Linked DNA regions of Mus musculus: regions 2, 3, 4 and 5 are each linked to region 1. The links are chromatin contacts, called in public Hi-C, HiChIP or PLAC-seq and promoter capture Hi-C maps. All regions are on one chromosome and are shown on one strand. The core of a region is the stretch at or near the end of the contact, and the rest is flanking DNA. Distances in the headings are between cores, read along the strand shown. Region 1 holds the start of Cgrrf1 (cell growth regulator with ring finger domain 1). Region 2 has its middle 15 kb from the start of Gch1. Region 3 overlaps Gch1 (GTP cyclohydrolase 1). Region 4 has its middle 23 kb from the start of Gm10371. Region 5 overlaps Samd4 (sterile alpha motif domain containing 4).

Evidence for each region. Promoter capture Hi-C pulls out the DNA fragments that hold promoters and counts their contacts. Hi-C and Micro-C count contacts between places; a contact is called where the count stands out from the background. HiChIP or PLAC-seq counts read pairs in DNA pulled down with a chosen protein or histone mark.
Region 2: a promoter capture Hi-C map of liver shows a contact between it and region 1, with 2.1 times the contacts expected there. The contact joins the enhancer-like site here to the promoter of Cgrrf1 in region 1. A contact is called at or near these places in 10 of 39 promoter capture datasets (the C10 cell line, the HPC-7 cell line, embryonic stem cells and 4 more), 3 of 484 Hi-C or Micro-C datasets (CD8 T cells, embryonic stem cells and erythroblasts), 5 of 115 datasets of contacts at active chromatin or transcription factors (bone marrow-derived macrophages, embryonic basal ganglia, embryonic stem cells and 2 more) and 1 of 9 other capture datasets (embryonic stem cells).
Region 3: a contact with region 1 is called in a Hi-C map of B cells, with 6 read pairs. The contact joins the enhancer-like site here to the promoter of Cgrrf1 in region 1. A contact is called at or near these places in 13 of 39 promoter capture datasets (the 3T3-L1 cell line, the C10 cell line, the HPC-7 cell line and 7 more), 1 of 484 Hi-C or Micro-C datasets (B cells), 9 of 115 datasets of contacts at active chromatin or transcription factors (the 230-238 cell line, CD8 T cells, bone marrow-derived macrophages and 5 more) and 1 of 9 other capture datasets (adipose tissue).
Region 4: a contact with region 1 is called in a promoter capture Hi-C map of the HPC-7 cell line, with 2.3 times the contacts expected there. The contact joins the enhancer-like site here to the promoter of Cgrrf1 in region 1. A contact is called at or near these places in 9 of 39 promoter capture datasets (the 3T3-L1 cell line, 3T3-L1-derived adipocytes, the C10 cell line and 5 more) and 6 of 115 datasets of contacts at active chromatin or transcription factors (bone marrow-derived macrophages, hepatocytes, large pre-B cells and 3 more).
Region 5: a contact with region 1 is called in an H3K4me3 HiChIP or PLAC-seq map of bone marrow-derived macrophages, with 3 times the contacts expected there. The contact joins the enhancer-like site here to the promoter of Cgrrf1 in region 1. A contact is called at or near these places in 15 of 39 promoter capture datasets (3T3-L1-derived adipocytes, the C10 cell line, the HPC-7 cell line and 11 more), 3 of 484 Hi-C or Micro-C datasets (bone marrow-derived macrophages, muscle stem cells and regulatory T cells), 20 of 115 datasets of contacts at active chromatin or transcription factors (the 230-238 cell line, CD8 T cells, T-cell acute lymphoblastic leukemia and 15 more) and 2 of 9 other capture datasets (embryonic stem cells and liver).

The regions. Positions count from the first base shown.
Region 1 is chr14:46,830,756-46,833,494 of GRCm38.p6, forward strand. Cgrrf1 (cell growth regulator with ring finger domain 1) reads left to right here and starts at 1,379. Exons shown (of 6, transcript NM_026832.4): 1 at 1,379-1,624. The coding sequence starts at 1,521.
Region 2 is chr14:47,203,521-47,206,259 of GRCm38.p6, forward strand. No RefSeq gene overlaps it. Among named protein-coding and RNA genes, the nearest start is that of Gch1, 15 kb to the left of the region's middle. Within about 2 kb of position 1,396, at least 9 of the 459 cell types and tissues checked have an H3K27ac peak or open chromatin away from gene starts, as enhancers often do. A contact at or near this core is called in erythroblasts and liver, where this site is marked.
Region 3 is chr14:47,164,189-47,166,927 of GRCm38.p6, forward strand. It overlaps Gch1 (GTP cyclohydrolase 1), which reads right to left. Exons shown (of 6, transcript NM_008102.4): 3 at 2,288-2,343. Among named protein-coding and RNA genes, the nearest start is that of Gch1, 24 kb to the right of the region's middle. Within about 2 kb of position 1,398, at least 48 of the 459 cell types and tissues checked have an H3K27ac peak or open chromatin away from gene starts, as enhancers often do. A contact at or near this core is called in the 230-238 cell line, B cells, CD8 T cells and 5 more, where this site is marked.
Region 4 is chr14:47,137,676-47,140,414 of GRCm38.p6, forward strand. No RefSeq gene overlaps it. Among named protein-coding and RNA genes, the nearest start is that of Gm10371, 23 kb to the left of the region's middle. Within about 2 kb of position 1,361, at least 3 of the 459 cell types and tissues checked have an H3K27ac peak or open chromatin away from gene starts, as enhancers often do. A contact at or near this core is called in the HPC-7 cell line, where this site is marked.
Region 5 is chr14:47,103,377-47,106,115 of GRCm38.p6, forward strand. Samd4 (sterile alpha motif domain containing 4) reads left to right here. Exons shown (of 13, transcript NM_001037221.2): 13 at 1-2,441. The region is part of intron 3 of Gm10371 (predicted gene 10371); the gene reads right to left. Among named protein-coding and RNA genes, the nearest start is that of Gm10371, 11 kb to the right of the region's middle. Within about 2 kb of position 1,420, at least 80 of the 459 cell types and tissues checked have an H3K27ac peak or open chromatin away from gene starts, as enhancers often do. A contact at or near this core is called in CD8 T cells, bone marrow-derived macrophages, craniofacial prominence and 6 more, where this site is marked.

The DNA.
Region 1 (2,739 bases), core at 129-2,628:
CATTATATTTACTATGGCCCATGCTTGCAGAGGTCTGAAGACAACTGTATTCTCCTTTTACCACGTGGTTCCAGAAGGTTCCAGTTAGGTTGTCAGGCCTGGTAGCAAGTGCCTTTAGCCATCTTGTTGGCTTACATCTTACATCTCTTTACTGTAGGTTCAGTGGGGGTTGAGTGGGGACAAAGTCATTCCTATGTATTTAATGTTACTTTACCTGCAACTTATGTTTTTGTTTCACGATAAACATCCCTTTTCGTTTTACTGTAATAAAATTGCCTTCAGATTGGCTACCTGCAATGGTGTGATTGCATCTAACACAGTATTTCTAGACTCTAGTCTCTAAAAAAAATTAAATATACATAAAGTCCTACCTCCATGATTTAGCCTAAGTAAGTAAATTAGCTTTATGGATACTCACTGCAGTGCTTGATGTGGTAGTAAAAAACATTCCAACAACCAAGCATAGCTTAAATAAACATACTTTTACAATTCAATATCTACTAATGAGAAAATTTACATAGAAACAAGCTTAAATAGCAGTACTCCAGAAAACACAAGGCTATTTGGTCAAGGTCACTGGACGAAGCTAACTCTTCTTTTTGAAGCACACATTTCCTGGTGACTTGAGAGCATGGCATGAAACCTTTCCTTAAGCGTCCTAATGTCCACTCTCCCCTTCTTCCTCAGTAACAGGATCGGATTTGTGATGGGAGGTGTTTCTCCTGTTTATGCTGTAACTAGGGATCACATTAGGGCTTAAGTAAAAGAAATATAAAAGTGGTTTTAGGAGAAACTTCCGGGAGGCTTCTTTGAGGCACTGATGACAAGAGTGAGGAAAGGAAGCAGACATTAAGCTACTTCCTGTACTAAGATCTCCTAATAAACAAACAAAAATTAGTTACTAAAACCTTCAAAGATCTGGCTAATTCTAATTGGAGAAGAAAAAAGAGGGCCGAGGGAGTACGTATGCCGATTTTCCTTTGAATAAACTTACTTTGCAAAGGTTGATAAGGTTACAAAAAATCGCTCGCGGTAGTGACCTCTTTTCGGGTTTTCCGCGACAATCCGCAAATCGAGACCATTCCTTTCGTAGACCATTCCGTCGCGCCGATGCCGGCCCTTGTCCCATTCCCAAATTTGTCTAGGGTTTGCAGGGTTTCCAGGATACCTCGTGTATCTGAGGATCTGCATTAACTTAAATTTTGGCCCCAGATGTCAGTTAGGAATTTGAGAACAGAGCCCGGCTGGCGGAATTCTCTCAGGCCACCAATCCTGGGCGCAGGGCAGGGCGGAGCTGGTCCCTCCCTGTTACGTAGCCAGTAGTCGGGACCAGACGAGGGAGGGGCGTGGCATACCTGCTATCAACCTTGTGATTGGCATTCCGTCTCCAGTGGCCGCGGCTGTCAGCTGCCCAGAAGCCTGGGCGAGTGAGGACCTACAAAGTTTGTCCGCTCCGGGGCGCCATACCGGCTCGGGTCCGGGCCAGCCGGGCTGGGCTGGGCTGAGCCCAGGAGACCCCGATGGCCGCAGTGTTCCTGGTAACGCTCTATGAATACTCGCCGCTCTTCTACATAGCGGTGGTCTTCACCTGCTTCATCGTCACCACCGGCCTGGTATTAGGATGGTGAGTGTCCAGGGCTGGGAGTGGAGGGCGCGGGGACCGCCGGCCCGGTGTGGGGTCCGCGCAGAGGGTTCGGGTGACTCCGGGAGAGCGGTCACCGCCACCGAACACACTCGGCCCAGGCCAGGCTGCTGCCCCCGTGGGATGGGACCGCAGGGGAGAACTTGGTCCTGGTGCGGGGGTCAGAGTGCGTGTCCCGAAGGCTTTGTCCCGGGCCCCGGCCTACTTTGTGCCTAGCGGGGACCGGTCACCGGCCCCGCAGGCGCGCAGACCTGACCCAAAGGAGCTTGGCTGTTTATGACCCGAACTGACCCTTGCTTGGTCCCAGATCTTTCAGAGGAACTTTTACCCGAATTCTGTATCTACCGATTGCTAATTGAATGGCTTCTTGATGCAGTCTATTTTTTTGGAAGTGATCTTTAGTTAATAAGACGTTTTTAGAAAGGAGCGAGATTTTAGGAATAAGTTATTCTGTGGGGTGGAGGCATTTTGCTTCTAGGAGAGTTACATAACCCAGGAACAATTCTTTCAGTGTTGAGTCTCCGGTATCCCTCTTGAGGAGATGCAGTTTTATCATGTTTAGGCTTATAAAACACAGCTGGTTGAAACCACGGGACTAGCCTACAGCGGTTGCTCTCTAGACTGCAGCTTTCATAGCCCCTTGAAAAGATGGTGAACCCAAATGTATTGAACAGTGGCTCTAAATGAGCAAGAACCATGGCTGGAAGTGGACCGTACAGAAAAGGACATGAGCTGTTACAGTTGGGGAACGAGTTCTCTGAAAACTATGTGAGAACGGGAATGCATTTGCAAGAAGAACAAAGCAAACAGGTTTGAGACTGAAGCGGGCTTTGTAAATCAAGCTCAAAAATACCACTTGATTACATATTCATCGTTACTTTAAAGACTTTAACAGGTCCCGGTCCGTTTCTGATAATAGGATCTCCTTTTGGAAAAAAAGAACATGTTAATATTTCCACTTGACCCCGAGTTACAGCGTAAAACTCCCATGTTGTGGACAAGATAAGATGAAGTCCAGTCTTAAGTTGTTTTCTCTTTAAGACAGGTGGTTTCCCTGTAGCATAGTATGATTGCAGTCCTGTTTCAGCATCCCAAGT
Region 2 (2,739 bases), core at 146-2,645, 370 kb after region 1:
CATGATCCTGCCTTGATGATAATGGGCTGCACCTCTGTACCTGTAAGCCAGCCCCAATTAAATGGAAGAGTTGCTTCAGTAATGCTGACCCTTCACAGCAATAAAATCCTGAGACAGAATAAATAAGATATTTTATTTCATTTAAAAATATTTTCTTCTGGTTGAGGATGTAGCTTAGTTCCCTTGACTGGGATGAATCACTGAATTCGATCTCCGGTACTACACAAAAAAATAAAATTGCTTTTTTCTTTGACCACAAAACTATGACCATAAAACCCCAGGGCTGAGGAAAAGGGCTTCAGACTGAAGCCCTGCAGACTGGAATCCCAAGTTGTCCTCACTCATGGCCTTGGAGAAATGTTATATCGCTCTGAGATGCAATATTCTCACCAGAAGAAAAGAAAAGCTATTTGGAAAATAAGAACAAGTGTAAATAAAAGAGACATGGTAAATGTGCCTGAGCAGTACAGTTAGGATACCCACAACAAAGACAGGTGCCCCTTATTCTTCTCTCTCTGTCTCCTATCAGCTTTGCTACAGAATAGCAGAAAGCCTCTCATCTAAGATTTCTAGAAAACAAAAGGCGAACTGCTTTGTGTGTGCTGCACCTGCCCATACACTTACTTAGAGGCCCCATATCCTGGAAATCAATGTGGCTATTTGCCTGTGGACATAGTTTCCCAGCAACGCACATTTGAACTGATTCAGGCTCCTCCATCAAGTGTCTCTTTGCAAGCTTCCATAAATATTAGTATTAAACCTGCTTAAGGGAAATGAGCAACTGTTATGTTTGTACACTGTCTTCCTCCTGGGATTTTATAACGCTGAGCAGAGAGCCTTTCCTGAGCTGCCACCGACAGGGGAAGCAGCAAGGCTTCCGCATGTAAACAGAGCAGATGTTCGGCTGTATTTCCAGGGTCTTCCATCCTAAGGAAAAGGTACAGTCGCTCTATGAACCTTCAAAATCATTTGCTAACAGACATGAAGGATCCAGGAGATATTCTGACTTTCCCGCACAGGGGTCTACCCTGACATTTTCTCTCTCCCCGTCGGGACAGACTGGTATGCACCTTTAAGACAAAATAACACTCCGGTTATTGCCAAGACATTTAGCAAACAGTATATAAATTCTCCATGTTTTAAGTGTAAATATTCTTCACTTTAAATTCCCTTTATCCTTTCCACATCTGATTTAAAAGGAAAACAAGCCAGTACTGCTGGAATCCCTACAGATAGGACATTTACTCTGCTATTCATTAAGTGGGTGGGGTTTTATTTGTGATTGATAAACAAGCTTATCATAGTTTAATAATGAAGGGTAGGGGGCAGCCTATACCCGTTGGTTCTGCTGCTTCTGTGTGGACTCAGGGGATTGAACTCTGTTTATCAGGTTTGATAGTAGGTGCCCATACCAGCTGAGCCATCTCTCTGGCCCCTGATAAGTAGTTGTTATTGGCTAGGCAAAGATCATGTCAGCACTAGAGAAATAGAAACAGGCAGGTCTATGTGAGTTCAAGGCCAGCCTGATCTACAAAGTTAGTTCCAAGACAACCAGGACTACACAAAGAAACCCTGCCTCAAAAGACAGACAGACAGACAGACAAAAAATCAGAAATAAACGAAGGAGGAGGAGGAGGAAGAGGAGGAAAAGTAATAGGGAGGAGGGAGTAAGGAGGGGGGAGGGGAGAAGAGGAGGTTGTTATTAGAAAAAATAACAATTTTTATTAACATTTAAAGCCCCATAATTTCACCTTTTACAGTCATTTTACTGTACTTCTGATTAGGTCCTATTTGTGTTGTCTTTTAAGTTATTTAGTGTGTATTTGTGTGTGATTAGAGGGAGAGAGGCAGGCGTGTCACAGAGCATGTGTAAAGGACTAGAACAACTTTGTAGAGTTAGTTCTCTCCTTTCCCCTCTTGGGTCCAGGCTATTGACCTAGGTCATTGGGCAACTAGTGCCTTTACCAAGGGTGCTGAGTCACTCTGCCAGCCTGGTTTTAGCAGTTTTGTTTGGTTTTGGCTGATTGGTTGGGTTTTTTGTTTTGGTTTGGTTTGGTTTGGTTTGGTTTTTCAAGACAGGGTTTCTCTGTGTAGCCCTGGCTGTCCTGGAACTCACTTTGTAGACCAGGCTGGCCTCGAACTCAGAAACCTGCCTGCCTCTGCCTCCTAAGTGCTGGGATTAAAGACGTGAGCCACCACTGCCTGGCGATTGATTGGTTTCTTACTTGATTTGTATGAGACAGTATCTCACTATGCTGCCAAGGTTGGCCTTGAACTCCTCATACTACTGCATCATCCCATGAGTAGTGGGATTACAGCTGTGAACCACAGCCTGCCATGTCTACCTTGCTGTATTTCTTTTTAATGTTTTCCTATATCCAGACATTTTTTTCCTTTAAATTATTACCTTCCATTAACAATCCACATTTTTATGTCACCGTTATACATTTTTCATACCACAACAAAACTTTCTGTCTTGTTTCAGTTTTACTTTTATCTTTTGTATTCCATAAGGCAGTCACTTTGCCTTTACATATTGTTCTTGTTATTATTGTTGTTGTTGGGTTTTTTTTTTTTGAGATAGAGTTTCTCTGTTTAGCCCGTCCTAGAACTTTCTCTGTAGACCAGGCTAGCCTCAAATACAAAAATCCACCTGCCTCTGACTCCCAAGTGCTGCTGGGATGAAAGACATGTGTCACCACACCCAGCTTGTTGCTGTTGCTGTTGTTGTTGTTGTTG
Region 3 (2,739 bases), core at 148-2,647, 330 kb after region 1:
TGAAGCAAACTTAGCTTTAAATGCAATGACTGTAGTTCTTTACCTACCCGTCCATTTGGTTCTTAATCCATAACACACACACACACTTCATATGCATGGACAAATGTACATACACACAGCTCGAACACAGCACACCTACCTACACAGGATTCACTAACTCCATAAAAACAAATTAAAACACATAAGGACATTTAGGCCACCGTCGTGTGGGGCCTAGCAGAGATCTATAAATAAACCTGCACACTGACTTCCAGCTAAACACAAATTGCCATACATGCACAACACATCACCTCTTCTTCCTAAAATCCCAAGTAAAGGCGGTAGGAAATTCTTTTTCTCTTAAATTGTGTTATTTTTTTTAGTCGGGGTCTCTCTTCATAACCCTGGCTATGCTGCAGCTCACTATGCAGATCAGGCTGGCCTTGAACTCAGATCTGCCTGCCTCTTTTTCCTGATTAAAGGTTTGCCACTATGCTCAGCTTGAAAATAAAAAAAAATTTTTTTTAATTCATGAACATGCAGGAAAAAGAGCAGAGGAGGAGAACAGGCCAAGTAAAGGGAGGTGCAGCCTTGTAGCCACAGAGCCAATGACCTAGACATGGATGGACTTGCCTGCCGGACTGAGAAACAGAGGAAAGCAGGAAGCCAGAGCCTCACATGCAGGCTGATCAAAAGTTTAAAACCTCGTATCTCACATGCTAACAGGGTCCCAAGTGGCTTGGCTCCTCTTACTGTGTGACCTCCAAGAGTCCTGGTAAAGACACCAGAACACCCTAACAGCTTGGAAACAGAAAACAATAATAGAAAGGCCTGCAAACCAGTGTAAGTGCTATAAAAACTCCAGAAGAAAGCTACAGAGTGGAGATGTAGACAGATTCAGAAGACACGCAAAAAGGTGCTCCATCTAGGTCATTCATCCTTAAGTATGACCACTGTGAAAATGAGGAACATGGAGAAGACATATAAATACAAGGAGGGTAGGAACCCTCAGTTATCTCAGTGCTTTCTAAACTCGAAATGACTGACACCAGACAGAAGCACCGTGTACCTAAGGATCATGGGAGAGCCTTCAGTGGTTGTGGCTGCTTCCTATGAATCATACTAGAGAGGAACCCTGTGTGTAAGCAACAGGAAAACCCTTCACGGTTCTTTCAATCACATGAACCACAGGGTTCACAGGGGATAGAAATCCTATGATGTGTATGAGTGACTTTCCAATACATAATTGAGTGTGCGGTAGAGAGAAACCTTATTATACAGCAATGTGTGAAACCCTTCGCTTTCTTTCTGTCCCCTTGTAAACATGAATGTACTCACAGAGGAGAGAAAGCTTATCTATGTCAGTAATGTTGGGAAACACTGACCAATCCAGCCGTATTTGAAAACGGGAAGGATTCACACTGGAAAGAAGGCCCAGCCAAGGATAGATGCAGGCTAGCAGAGCACGTCCTTCCTAGCACCCATGAGAAAAGACAATAGAGAGACTCACTGACGTGAAGTATGCAGTCTCTAGTTGTTTCTGTTCAACTGCTGGGCAAGACCCTTGGCAGAATACCTGGAAGAGTGAGACAAGCCAATGCCTCTGCTTGTGTGCAGTTCACTGGGAATCAGTGTAGGCTTTGGAGACGTATGATAGCTTCAGAAGAGTAGGCCTTACTGTGAGTCTTGGGATCTGTTTTTTGCCTGCATGACTTACATGTACTTCCTGCTATGCTCTGGGTACTATTCTCCATATATGCAAATACTCTTTACTCTCTGTCTCCCCAGATAGAAAGATAGTGCAGCTAGACTCACGTGTGTGCTTCCTCTCGGATCTCTCACCGCTAACTAACCTCCTCTTAAGATCCAGGGCTGGACTGGGGGTGACGGATATTTTCCAGTTGGGGAAAACTCTACAGAGAAAGCTGTGAGCTCATACCTCAGTAATGGGTTTGGGGGAAGAGAGGAACAGGCAGTGAGGGAGAAGGAGGCAGAGACAATGTTAGGGCTGCCTATGCAAGAACAGATCTAACTTCTAAGTTAGATCCAGAAGGTAGACATTTTATAATGTCGAAGACATTTTATATTACATTTTTGGTGCATTGGTGTTTTGTCTGCATGCATCTGTGTGAGTGTCAGATCCTGGAGTTAGAGACAGTTGTGAGCTGCCATGTGGGTGCTAGGAATTGAACCCTGGTGCTCTCTGGAAGAGCAGTCAGTGCTTTTAACCAGTGAGCCATTGCTCCAGCCTGGAAGAAATCTTGAGAGTCTTGGCAAATAGGAGCAATTCTAGAGACCTCATACTTACCTGGCAAGTTTACTGAGACCAAGGACTTGCTTGTTAGGAAGATAGCCAATATGGACCTTCAGGGAAGAGAGAGAGATTACCAGCTAAATGAAGACACAGAAAGCACTTCATAACAACACAAACAGATACAGGAAGACCCTAGCATACACACAGGCTAAGTTTATCACAGTGACAATGGGATAAACCTATGAAGCAATTCCATACATACTTTCAAATTATATGAAGAAACTTCTTAAGAACAAACTTGTTACTGAAATGGCAAATTAAAAGTAAACCTGTTATGTTCCTTAGTAAAATTCTTAATTCAAATCTGAAAACCTGTCGAGAAAAACTATACTCAATAAGGAAAAAAAAAAAAATAGGCTTGTAACATCACGGACAGTATAGTCAGGGAGACTCCTTTAAATGGCAGGAACTGTACATACAAATGATGTTATTCCTTGTTATTCCAT
Region 4 (2,739 bases), core at 111-2,610, 310 kb after region 1:
ACTATATGCAACATCCCAGATGTTCACTCTCTTTGGCCACTAGATTCTGCTTGACCAAGAAGGAAAAGCTAGAAAGGTGGCTCTTTTCCAGTGCTGAAACTCACTCAAGAAAAGAGCTGAGCCTAAAAGACACATACTTGCTCAGAGGAGGGGAGAGCTTCCATCCGGGCATCAGCACTAAAGCTGATAGAAAAGGCTAGGAGGGTTGACAGAGATGCTACCCATTTCTCGAGGGGCAGGTGGATGGTACTTCTGGACAGACTGCTGTTTGCTGAGGAACCCAGTGCATGAGGAAGGTTCTTTCACTCGACTCTTGCTCTCTCTGAATCTTTCCATGGTCAATGGCTCTCAGGTCAACATAGTCCTTCAAAGATGCTGATGTGGGTGTGCCCTTCACCAGAGTCCTCTCATGGTCACCCCTGCATGTCAGCCTCCACTCTTCTTCTGAAGATGTGGCAGGATGCCATCATAGGGTGTCCCCTGCCAGCCCACCTAATTCCTCAATCTAAGAGAGAATATTCATTTTCTTTTCAGAAGAGACACAAATCATGGGACATCATAGAGAAAGTCACAGAGAATGGAGGGTCACAGAGGAAGGCGATTGTTCAGGAGAACTTGGGATATCCAGGGGCAGATGGAGGCATGTTAAAAGTGAAAGGCAAAGGCATGTTTTAAAGATTTATGGGATGGGATGAATGTCATAGACTTAGACACACTTAAGCCAGAGTGGCAACTGCAGGATAGCAGAATAAGAAGCCATGGCCTTCTTTTTACCTCAGAAACACAAGAATTCAGCAGCAGTTCCCAGATAAACGTCCTTAGCGAAGAATCTGGAGGCTAATTGAGATGGCGCTGTACACCAGGTGGATACAAAATCAGACGCACTGAAGCTGGTGAGGAGATGCTCTGCCCCTGGCACAGAGCCACTCTGTTAAGAAGGCTCCCTACCTCCCCACTACTCCAAGAGAGAGAAGCGCGTGTCTCTTCATGTGTGTAGAGCTCTTGTTTTTCTGGGGAGACCAGAGGTCTAGCTTTGGCCTCACCAGGCTTCAGTTCTGTTAGGTTTAAGGCAATCTAGACCCAATGAGTCTAGGGGGGAAGAAAGGCAGCCGTTTGGATTGAAAGATATTATGGAGTTTCCTCCATGCTCAGCCCAGAGTGGGTGGACAAAAATAAATAAATAAAATACAAAATAAAAAATCCCAGCTATCAGCTTCTCCCTGAGAAGGAAAATATTCAAGCCATGCAACCAGGGCCTCCATTTGTCTGGAAATCTGTCTTGCCAGTGCTGAGTTCTGGCAGGCAGGACATCCTCTAGTCATGTGGAGGAAGCAGAAATGGTGGTTTGGCCTGTGGCTGGAATAGCCTCCTCTGCGAAGCCCAGCAAACAGACAAAGCTATAGCTGCCTGTTCTGCTGTAGGAAGAGGAAGAGTTGCAGAGGACCTCCGAGTCTCTGGTCAGGCTGATGTGTGGCAGATAATCTGGTCATGTTATTTCTCGTGCACAGTGGAAGCTGGGAGAGGTGCCTGCTGCCTCTAAAGCATGGGCAGTGTATGAAAGGACAAGGAAAGTGAAGAGTTGGACCAAAGAAAATTTCATAAACAGATGAAATAACTTTCTCTCTCTCTCTCTCTCTCTCTCTCTCTCTCTCTCTCTCTCTCTCTCTCTCTCTCTCTCTCTCTCTCTCTCTCTCTCCATGCCTCCATCTGCCCCTGTATCATCCTCCCCCCCATATATACTCTTTGTTGTTTTGGTTGGTTGGCTGGTGGGTGAGTTGTTTGTTTGTTTGTTTGTTTGTTTTTAAGACAGGGTCTCTATGTAGCCCTGGCTGCCCTGGAACTGAGACTAGACTTGCCTCAAATTCACAAACATCTGCCTACCTCTGCATCTTGAGTGGTGAGGTTAAAGGCGTGCACCATCACACCTAGCAACAAGGTAAAATTTCAACAAAGAAATGGATAATGTCAAAAGGTAGGCTTTCATTGTCGTGAAGTGACACCATGATCAAGGCAATTCTTAAAAAGGACAACATTTAATTGATGCTGGCTTACAGGTTCAGAGGTTCAGTCCATTATCATCATGGTGACAAGTTTGGTAGTATCCAGGCAGATATGGTTCTGGAGAAGGAGTTGAGTGTTCTACATCTTGATCCAAAGGCAGCCAGAAGGAGAAGAAGGAGAAGGAGGAGGAGGAGGAAGAGGAGGAGGAAGAGGAGAAGGAAGAGGAGTAGGAAGAGGAGGAGGAAGAGGAGAAGGAGAAGCTATGAATGCAAACATACTCTGAGAGTGATTGAGTCAGGAGAACACAAAGAAAGAGTGAAAAGGAATGGAGGAAGCTGGAGGTACTTAGGAGATACTAGAACGTCAACTGAAAAACACATTATCAGAGTATTAAGAGGAAGTGTCCTGAAAGTTTACTCAGAAAACTCCCAACATCTTGGAGAAGGAAATGTCCATATCTCAGAAGACATAAGGATCTCCAAATAGATGAATACTAAGAAATCTACTTTCCTTTATGAAACACACTGTAATCAAACTGTCAAAGACAGAAATTTGAAAGCAACAAGTTAGCAGAGTTCATTTTCATGGATTTTTAAATTGTTCCACTTTCTTGTTCTGTTCACCGGTGTCAGCCCTTGGTGGTCAGAAGCCGTACTTGGTTTAACTTTAATTAACTTGTTCAGATTTGTCTCGTGGTCTAAGTTCTCTCCCTAGGTACTATCCTCATGACATGTCTGT
Region 5 (2,739 bases), core at 170-2,669, 270 kb after region 1:
TTAAGAAGGTTGAGCTTTTAGTGATCATGGACGACTTGGATCATCACCCCAATCAGCACTTTATAACAACACCAGAAACAAAAGATGCAGGACACTCCTTGGGTGACCCAGTCTTGAAGATGCAAATTCACGTGCAGAAAGAGGCAGCATGTTTAATTTTTATATGTAGATAGATAGACTTTTTTTTTTTAACCAAGTGCCATTAACATTCATCCCTCGTGTCCCTTTCCAAGCTCAGTGTTGGGGAAGGAGCTGGGATGGAGGATCCCATGTCAGGCAGAACAGGTTAAAATGTCGAAGGCCAAAGGGAAGGCCAGAGGGTCTGAGGAAGTGTTTGGAGGATGCTGGAAAGGTTAACAGAGAGGAACAATAGGACTCCTCATCCTGTAGGAAAGAGAAGGTGTTTAAGTCCGCTACACGCAACGCACGTACCCATAAGGTCATGGGATATTCAGAAACCAGTTTGTGAACACAATCACACGAGTGCGAATCTTTTAAGAGGAAGAAGACCATAGAGTATATTTGCAAATCTGAATTTCTATTTATTCCTTCATTGAATATAGAAGCAATGGTTATCTGATTATTAGAGATATTATTTTGGATATGTCACTTATTAACTCGCTATGGCTGGTACCCATGATAAAGTCTGTTATTAGTAACAACAGAATTCTTTTTTTAAAAAAAAAAAGAAAAAAAGAAAAGCTTATTTTTCATTGACTGTATAGATTTATCTACTTAGTTGTGGTTTGCTATGTTAGTGTTTTTATTTTTATTTTTTAAGTTGTGTTCTGATGATTTTTAAGAACCTCCCCCCCCCCACCTTGATTTGAGTCCTGTGTTGACTACAGGTATACAGCTCAATTTAAAAATCCTAAAGCAAAGAAATTTTATTTATAAAAAAAAATTTTAAAAAGAGTCGAGCAGTTGCATGCCTGAGGCTGTGAAGTCAGGCCTTGAGCAGTGAGCTGCAGTGCCTTTTTTTGTATTTACCCATTGACCACCCCGCCCCAACACAGCTGTTTTATATTAAATAGTAAAGGTTTGAAACTTTCCGAGTAAAGTCTATTTCACTGCATAGGTTCTCCCCATCTCCACCCCACCCCACCCCCGCCCCCACCCGCACCCCAGGCGCCCTGATTTAAGCAGCATGTCTGCACTGTCTGAGACACAATGCTGGTCTACAATATCATGGGGTGATGTTTTATTGGTGCTTTTTTGTTCATAGTGTTTTCTTACCAGAAAACAGTAGGAAGAAACACAAACTATACAAGACACAACACGACGCTGCTGATGGTTTGTTTTGTGTGTTCCCCACCCCCACCTGCTTTTTGAGTTTCACTTTCTTATTACACAAATCCAGCAAGCAAAGTAGTGGCCGGTGGGTCCCGCCTGCCTGCCTGCCTAGGGCTGCTATTTGCATCAAGCGCCCAGCCTGGGTTGAGCTGAAGGTCTCTTTCTGGTACCCAGGCCGGGAGCCAGCCGCAGCTGGGCCCCACCTCCCATTCTCCCGATGCGACACTGAGGGAAACCAGAGTTTCTTTTGAGGTGTCGCTGGCTGCCTTTTACAGAGTGGGAGTCTTCTCTGGGCCTTCCTTTCCTCTGTGCCTAGTAGCTAGCTAGCGCTGGTGCAAGGTTTGTAGATCTGTGCACCCCAGAGCTGGGATGAGGGCTGAGCGAGGGAGGGGAGGAAAGTGGATTCTGTTGGGCGCCCTTCCTCTCTAGCCTGAGTGGGGAGAACCCAGGGTGCTCAGGTGTGCCTATCATAAACAGAACCTGCAGAAGGATAAGTTGTACACAGAGCTGTGATGATATCTGTGTTGGCTTTGTTTTTCAGTTTGTTTTTCTTTTCTTTTTTTACAACTCATCAGAGATGTTTGCAAAGCGACTTTTTTTTTAATCCTTTATCTTGACTTAAAGGTAAATATGTATCCCTCTGGGAGGAGCAAAAAGAAAGCAGGAGTGTTAGTGATGGCAAACAGGAGACTTCCTCCCTTATTAATATATAACCCTCATGTATTTATGCCTAACGCAAGCTGACTTTCAAAGAGCTTCCTTTCGTTGCATGCCCTGTGCAGGCATCTGTATTGTACATGCATGCCTTTTGTCCTGGTTTCCTGTATAAAGTTAGTGAACAAAGAAATATTTTTGCCTAGTTCATGTTGCCAAGCAATGCATATTTTTTAAATTTGTCATACATGGAAAGAGCATGTTTGTTACATGTGAAAGCTCTACTGATGCAGATACACTAATGTTTGAACATGCTGTTCTTTGCAAGTGTACAGTTTTCAAATGTTGTTATCAGTGACAACACCCTTGTGGTCTAAACTTGCTACAATGTATTTATTATTCATTTCCTCCCACAGAAATAAGAATCATGGCTATATTTCATATGGTTATATTGAGAGTGAAGGGAAATGATTAATACAAGGTTTTGTAACACTGGTGTGTATGCGTGTGTCTTTTCACTCTCTCTCCTCTTTTTGTAAATATGATTAACTATTTAAAAAAAAATGTCTCTTAGAAATCAGCCCTCACTGAAGAACCAACATGAACTCCACCCACGTGACCATACCACGTGACCACACCATGTGACCACACCATGTGATGCCCACCATTAGCTGCCTACTCCTTTCTGAGACAGGTTGGGGAGAGGATGAGCAGAATGAACATGGTTTGATCTGTGCCCAGAATATCCAGTGAATGTTTTGTCCAAGGTAAATGCAAACTACTACATGGTCC